Linked DNA regions of Zea mays: all the other regions are linked to region 3. The links are chromatin contacts, called in public Hi-C maps. All regions are on one chromosome and are shown on one strand. Each heading gives the region's core, a stretch centred on a gene start, on an enhancer-like site or on the middle of the called end of the contact. The rest is flanking DNA. Distances are from core to core; before and after follow the strand shown.

Region 1 (2,719 bases), core at 43-2,542, 350 kb after region 3:
CAGTTTGTTTAAGTAAAACTTTAGATTTCGCCAATTCAACCCCCCTCTAGGCGCCTTTCAAGGCTATTCCCAGTGCGTGGTGTCAATGCTCATTTAATATACGCTATGTAGGATAGAAATATGATGTGGCATGTGAGTAAAGAGGGAAGAGAATAAAAGTGATATCGTGAGGGAGATACTACTTAGACACGAGAACATAGGCATTGAAACCTGAACCATCTAAGTGGCCCACAATTCATACTCCTATAGTCTTATACATATCTAGCATTTAATTGTATTGTTACATATCTAGTATTTAATTGTATTGTGGGGACTATAAAGAAACACATGATACTACATATAGGGACAATTATATCTTCTATAGTAAATATGAAATGATAAGTTTGGATATTGTGACATGAAACAATGGTTTGGTAATAGCCGCGAAGGTTATTTCAGAAAACATTGATCTCACATTACGGTTTCTTAAAGATTTTGCGTCAAGAATATACCTAGAAATTAAAGTATTATTGTTTTATCAGAGATAACTGTAATAGTTATTTTATTTGTTTGGCTGTAATGTCGTTATCTTTTATAAACTAAACATATGCTATAAGTTTTTTTTTCGTACTTTATTCTTCCATCGTTATATTAAACATTAGTTCAATATGCCTTATTACCACGAACTACCATCTGCCTTTAAAATCAAAATTACAGAGAGATGATCTTTAAGAATGTATTTGGTTTGAGATTAAAGTGGAATGATGATGTGTGGACGACACCGTCTCCTCGATTTTTTAGCATCACGCCGCCACTAAAAATTAATCCAATGTTTAACTCGTTCCCACGTGACTCTCGTTCAAACAATACAGAAACTGTGACTGCCCCTTCTATTGTACATCCAATCAAACACATCTTAAAATTAGCCTCGATATACCACGTCGGTAGGACGATAGGAGTACCATGCCTTAGAGTTTCGGTACCAAACAGCACCGTAGTAACACGGCGGATGTACGCGCGCCGCACATGCACATTGTACCACTGGCCTGGCTATGGCTTCCAGCCGATCTAAAGGCAAGACGGATAGAGACAGACATGTATTGCAGTTGAAGTGTTTTAAGTAACCGGGCAATTTGATCCTGCAGGGTAGGGCGCGCGCCATGCGCTCACGGACTGGAAACTCTGCCGGCCCTGTGGCGTGTCGGCCCACGCATGTACAGATGTACTACGTAACCACCGCGCGCGATGGGGCACAGGGCACTATATAACTCAGAAGCGCAGTGTGTGCTGGGACACCATCGACGACAGCACAGCTAACCCAATCCCAAATCAATCTTCCATGGCGCCGGCGACCTTGCTACTGGCGAGACTGGCCGTGGCGTGCGCGCTGGCGCTCGGCGCCATGGCGCAGCTGTCGCCGACGTTCTACGACGCGAGCTGCCCCAGCCTGCAGGCCATCGTGCGGGCCGGGATGGCCGCCGCCGTGCAGCAGGAGCCGCGGATGGGGGCCTCCATCCTCCGCCTCTTCTTCCACGACTGCTTCGTCCAGGTAAGCATGCATGTCGTGGCGCCTTGGGCTTGCTGCTGGTCGTCAGTATGCGTCGCGCCGCGCCATCCATCCAACACTCCATTATTATTATTATTATTGCCCATGCAGGGGTGCGACGCGTCCGTGCTCCTCGACGACTCGCCGACGCTGACGGGGGAGAAGAACGCGGGGCCCAACGCCAACTCCCTGCGCGGCTTCGAGGTCATCGACTCCATCAAGTCCCAGGTGGAGGCCGCCTGCCCCGGCACCGTCTCCTGCGCCGACATCCTCGCCCTCGCCGCGCGCGACGGCGTCAACCTGGTCAGTGAGCCATGCATCCTTATCCTTTGTTTGCCTGGTATCGATCATCGCACGGTCGCCCCGACCACTGCTGGCTGGCTGGCGCTACCAGTACAGAGTACTACACCACCTGCCGACACCCCGTGCTGATTGCTGCCACGATGCATGCATGTCCATCCATCAGTCATCAGTAAAAAAAAGAAAGGAAGAAAAAAAAAGCATAGCCATACCCATGCATTGCATGCAACTCGGCTGGATCGGTCCCGTCAAACAAGCTGGTCAGCAACGTGCGGGCCAGCAAGCCTTCACCAACCGTTCTGTCGTCAAACGCTCGCTCGCTCAGCAGTCGTGCATGTGGCTACTGTACGTCGGTAGCTGTTCCGTTTGTCAGTCACCACATATACTCACAGTCACAGTAACAAGTAACACTCGAGATCGACGACAAAGCAGTTGTTTACATTTGGATTTGGTTGCAGTGTAACGTAGGACAGTAGCATTTCACTGACACGATGTATGACAAACACTGCACTGCAATATTAATTAATGCAGCTGAGCGGTCCGACGTGGGCGGTGCAGCTGGGTCGCCGGGACACGCGCACGGCGAGCCAGTCGGCGGCGAACAGCAACCTGCCGTCGCCGTCGTCGAGCGCGGCGGCGCTGGTGTCGGCGTTCGCGTCCAAGGGGCTGGACTCGCGGGACCTGGTGGCGCTGTCGGGCGCGCACACGATCGGCGCGGCGCGGTGCGCCACCTTCCGTTCCCGCGTGTACAACGACACCAACATCAGCGCCGGGTTCGCGGCGAAGCGGAGGCAGATCTGCCAGGCGCAGGCCGGGGCCAGCGACGGCAACCTGGCGCCGCTGGACGCCATGAGCTCCGTCAGGTTCGACAACGGCTACTTCCGCAACCTCGTG
Region 2 (2,710 bases), core at 181-2,680, 300 kb before region 3:
GAGAAAATAAATAAATAAAGAAAGAAAATATTTTAGACAAGTATTTAAGTTGTATATTTAGACTAAAAGTGAAACTCACAACAAATTCTAAAATTTAAATTATGAAAGCAAGTGGTTTGGAGAAAAGAAGGAAAATGTTATACAAAATAAATTAGTAAATAAATATAATCTGTCCATACTAGTATGTTTATTTGTATTTTTTTAATTTGAGTACAAGTTCACCACAACATTTGAATTCAAATTGAAGTTTAAAAGAGGAAAAAGAAATCAGAAAATAAAAAGAAAGGGAGGAAGAATGCACTTGGGCCACTTCTGCTTCTATTCGGCCCGATCCTGGTTTCCCCACTGCGCAGCCCACCTATCCAACTTCCCCTACCGTGCGTGCTCGGTCACTGTCCGCGGGGCCGGGTAGTCAGCCTGTTTACGCCAACTGATGCATGGGGTCCCGTGGTTCAGTCGCTTGGCCGTGTAAACGTCACTGGTCTGCCTTCGCCGATAGATTGGGCCTCCCTCTGGTCACCGCATGCATGCTATCAGGCTCTGGCATGTGGGACTGCCTTGCTAGTCTTCTCCCACTGAGATCACTGCGTACCGCAAATTCCGAGCTCGTCGGTGCGCCGTTTCTCTCGGATCCGCCTCTGCTTCCTCCGAGAGTCTGTTGCAACGGCGCGCGCCACCCGCCGCGGATTCCTCGGCTCGAATTCGCCCTCCTCTGTATTTAGCTGTGCAGACCGACCCCCCTTGCTGGAGTGTCCTCCGTCGTGTGCCATGGCCGCCGTGAGGGAGAGAGGTTTGCGGGGTGATCTGTCGCCGTCGGTCACAACATCGTCCACGCCGGGGTCGACGACTGGGAGGATTCACCCTCTATCGCGGATACCTCGGGGAGCAGAGACCCTCGCCGGAGAGAGAGAATTAAGAGGAGAGGGAGAGTGGATCCGCCCCCATGTCCGGCTTCGCCAAGAACGCGCGCGGGCGGACAGCAGAACGTCATGGGCGAGTTCAAGTCCGATGTCGTCCCCATCTGCGTCTCCTCGCCAACGTGTTCGCCGTCTTCGACCACTGGTGCCGCCCCAATTGCTCACAAGCGTCATGATCTCCACAGCAACACCGTCGCTCGCGTGACCAGGAATCTCCATGCTTCGATCTTCAGTAAGAAGTCGCGCCGATTGTTCGCTATGCCCTTAGGATGGTTTAGCGCCGGGCCGTGTGGTCGATCGGGCACCAAAATCTAAGAGTGGTTTGCGCTGGCGTGGCTCCGCCGTGGGGGGAGCTCTGGCGCCGCCATGGCTCGGCCCTAGGGAGGAAGGCGCCCTCTAGGCCGTCCATTCCGGATTGGGTGGCGGTGATTAGATCTAGGGTTGGTGCACCCCTGGCCGTGCGATCAACTATGGACGGCTAGGATTGGATGAGTCGCTGACCTGTTAGAGTATGAAATCTTGGTTGCCGGATTGTGATCGGAGGGTAGGCATAGCGTACCAGTTCACTTAAGCTTGGATCTGATCTGGACCATGGATTTCTAACCGGACGATCGTAAAACCCCGATACTCCTTCGGCCACGTGTTTTCACAAAAGAGCCCCTGTGCTTCATAAGATTTAACCCGCCGTACACGCTTTGGCACTGTGTCTGGTGTTTCTTGCGTAGAGACCCCCAGGTTTCTCTGTTTTTATGCGCGCAGACCAGAGGTAGTGAAATTCATTTTAGAAATGATTTTTAATGTAAAAATAATTACTACAACTTGTATATTCCCTAGAAAATTCATATTGAGTTCAAATTGATCCATTCCAGTTCCTATAATTTTATAATATTATTGTTTAACAACTAGTGCCACTGATTTGTCATGAAATCTACTTTAAAATTTATATCCTAATTAATCCTAATCAAATACATAAAACCTTAGGAAATTCATAACTTCCTCGTTTTAAATCCGAATTGACCCGTTCCAGTTGCGTTAGTCTCGTGTGAATATTTACTATGCAATAACAACATTTATTATACCATGTTTCATTATTTTATAATTAGATTTTTATTTAACTTATGTTGGTTAGTCTTGTTAATCTGCTTATCAATGTAATAGAAAATGATCTATGATCAATTTATAACTTAGATTTAAGTTGAGATAATTATTTATAGAATAACCTCTTATATGATTTATATTAACCAATTTATAATATAGTTTAACATTTTAATCACATAAATTATCTATAAAATCATAACTCCTTAATTGTAACTTCGATTTTAGTGGTTCTCGTTCCCACGATCTCGTAGCAACATATAGATTATTATTATTCAGTTTATACTTATGTTTGGTGTAATGTTAATTTTGTCTATACACTATTTGTTTGTATTGCTACGACTAGCGCGAGGTTTCGAGGATCCGAAGAATCACCCTGGTAACTGGAATCTCATGTGCCAGGCATGTTGTGCCCTTGATCCACTTTTGTTACCCAATAATGTTCTTTATTATCACTTATTCATGCATAGGTTTAAATTTTGATGGGACCCAATAGGTTATCCTAGTCTGTTTATCCTGTTTACCTTGTTTACCCCCGATTCACTTGGGTAGTTATGCTATTGCATTATGTGGTTTCAGGTTAATATTTCCCTATATCCATGTTCCTATTATTCTGTTATGTTATTTATGTTCATGATAAGATCATTATGTTAATGGAAACATGGAGCGACCACCCGGGAAAACAGTGCTACCACAAG
Region 3 (2,729 bases), core at 47-2,546:
TATAGCAAAGCAACCATCACTGTACCTGGAAGACGATTCCGAATGATCCAGTTCCCACAACTCTCTCTGCCATGTAGCTGATAGTCTAAGAAGGAGAAAAGCACATGACCCAAGTTAGGAAAGATATAGCTGTATGCCTAACATTTGATAATGTCCTATAACTTTTGGTCCCCTAAAAATTACCTTTTTAGGCTCTCCATTCTTCCCTCCAATGGTTGTTGAGATTATATGACCCGTGACTGGATCATTCCCTTCAATCATAGAACCAGCATGCTGTTACAGAGTAAAATCCATAAGAAAAGGTGGTAGCACATAGCCGAAACATGGTATCCATGTTTAAAATGCTGAGGACTGGGGCACAAGATAGTAGAATTGGGGAGTAAAGCCACCAAAGTACCGAACTATTGCTAATTTACATAAACTAAGCTTGCTAGAAATGGAAACTCAACAATTCAGAAAATCCTTATCCTCAAACAAAACCGAAATCGCCACAAGACAAAACATACATCGCAAACCTGCTAGCCACACCATGGCTTGAACAGGAGAGCGAGATTAACTGCCATAAAAATCTAAAAAAGAATTACCTAGTTTAATTCCCCATTTGGAACACAGTTGTGATCACGTAGTACACCAGTATGCAAAGGCGACCCAAGCCGGCATGCTAAAGCCAACCGGTATGGAGGAAGCATGGGGCGGCTACAAGCTTGCATAGCGCGCACGCAAGGACCAGGAAGGCAGTGCATCTCCTCCCCGCTAAGCAACGTTCCTTCTTCTCCCACGAGAAAATCGCGCAGCAGGGGCACGTAGCTAGACCTAGCCTCGCCTCGCGCGCCGCAGATCTACGGAAGGTCAAACGAGGGAACCAGTGAACCACCAAGCACGACGCCGGGGCCGGAGCGGAGAGATCCGGTAGGCCTGCGCGACCGCTCCGGGACGCCGGAGCCACACGCCAGCGGCGGAAAAGGGGGAGAAACCCGCTCACCTTGGCGTCCGCGGGGCCGTGTGCGGCCGCAGCGGGGAGCGGCTGGTCCACCTGCATCTGGTCCGCGGCGCCGGCGGCGTGGGCCCCACCCGGCATGGCTGCCATGTGGTGGGTGGGGCTGCTGGCGGAGACGACGCGGAAATGAACCTCCTCTTCTCGTAGTGTCCTGTTCTCTCTTGGCGCCTCGGTCTCTCCTCGGTGAGGAGGGAGGTTGGTGAGGCGGCTGGGCTAGGAAGGCAGCGCCATGGAACCCGCCCCGAACCTCCTTTTTCGCCTTGTTTTTCCTTCCTGTCCTCCGCCAGACCGCCACCCACTACGCTGCTACGAGAATGAGGAATTTTGTAGGCAAGGACAGGAGAATTTCGAGAATACCGTACCGGTGTCGTTAGCGCTGCAAGAGTTTTACACATGGGTCCCTATATGTCTGTATCTGTAATTTGAGGAGTATGGTATGGAAGAATGAGATTTGGCAGTGGAGGAGGCCGGATGTGGACATGGTCAATGTGTCAGTCCGGCTGGCACTTGAATCTCCCCTTGCAAAACGGCTTTCCACCGGAGATGGAAATGGGTTAGATCATCTCCATACTCGTACCATATTTAAATTACAATTTATAAATATTGCAATATATAGCGTAAAACGATGAAAATGGTAATCATAACCATATTCAAACTACACTCTACAAGCATTACAATGTACTGTGAAAAACAGTGGAAAACGGTATTTTTGTGACCATATGGGTGCAATATACAGCACTTCACTCATATGTTCACCAAAAACACTGTTTTGCACTATATATATATATATATATATATATATATATATATATATATATATATATATATATATATATATATGGGTACGGTAAGCTGTTGGAGATGGTTGGGTAAAATTATACTCATCAAAAAATACCTATATTCGCATAATTAAAAAAAATTTGTCGAGTAACTAACACCCGATTAGCTAAACACATATTAAATAGCATATATCTAATTAATATTGACGTATTTAAAATTATAAATTAAATAAAAGAAGAAAAATAGTTAATAATGAGGAAACATACAAATTGATCATATTTTTAGCTAATATATATTTATATATATTTAATTGAGTAGATTATATATCGGTGAGGTGCATTATATGGGTACGCGAGTATGGGTGATACATACACATATTCGTACCCGTCTACCTGATGAGTAAAATATTGTATCTATTAACGTACTCACGAGTAATGAATTTATCCTATACCCACTCCTATATCCGGTAAAACCTGCATGGTATACAAGTTCGAGGTATCCACTTACCACTCTCGCTCACTTCGACCGGTGGGACCCACTACGTCACATAATATGCTCTCGCTCACTTCGGCAGGTGGGACCCACTACGTCACAGAATATAAAATGGCACGCCGTTCCAGCTTGCGTGATCAATATACTCGATATTAGGGTGCTTGGTTAGTTTACTCCTCTTCATATGGAATGTTTGAATATCAATTATAATTATTAAATATATCATTATTGTTCAGCACCATACTTAGTATATAGGCACGTCCGGACGGTCCGGCCATGTGGTCCAGACAATTTGTGCCCCGGACGGTCCGCAGGTTAGCCTAGACTGTCCTCGTTTAGATCAGATCAGGTGAGATAATCCCTTTTTCCATACGTGCTTATCAACTAACACTATCGGAATCGCGTTCTTTGCCGAGTGTCTAAGACACTCGGCAAAGGCTATTTTACACTCGGCAAAGAA

What was found. A called contact is a pair of places that touch in the nucleus more often than the background predicts.
Region 1: a Hi-C map of ear shows a contact between it and region 3, with 5 times the contacts expected there. The contact joins the promoter of LOC107546759 here to the promoter of LOC100283610 in region 3. A contact is called at or near these places in 5 of 25 Hi-C or Micro-C datasets (ear, endosperm, leaf and 2 more).
Region 2: a Hi-C map of tassel shows a contact between it and region 3, with 1.9 times the contacts expected there. The contact joins the enhancer-like site here to the promoter of LOC100283610 in region 3. A contact is called at or near these places in 2 of 25 Hi-C or Micro-C datasets (endosperm and tassel).

What each region holds. Positions count from the first base shown.
Region 1 is chr5:148,319,544-148,322,262 of Zm-B73-REFERENCE-NAM-5.0, reverse strand. LOC107546759 reads left to right here and starts at 1,292. Exons shown (of 3, transcript NM_001322792.2): 1 at 1,292-1,528; 2 at 1,637-1,828; 3 at 2,357-2,719. The coding sequence starts at 1,319.
Region 2 is chr5:148,967,906-148,970,615 of Zm-B73-REFERENCE-NAM-5.0, reverse strand. No RefSeq gene overlaps it. Among protein-coding and RNA genes, the nearest start is that of LOC111589286, 110 kb to the left of the region's middle. Within about 2 kb of position 1,430, at least 18 of the 20 cell types and tissues checked have an H3K27ac peak or open chromatin away from gene starts, as enhancers often do. A contact at or near this core is called in tassel, where this site is marked.
Region 3 is chr5:148,665,796-148,668,524 of Zm-B73-REFERENCE-NAM-5.0, reverse strand. It overlaps LOC100283610 (shaggy-related protein kinase eta), which reads right to left and starts at 1,296. Exons shown (of 12, transcript NM_001156511.2): 1 at 983-1,296; 2 at 184-273; 3 at 26-85. The coding sequence starts at 1,087.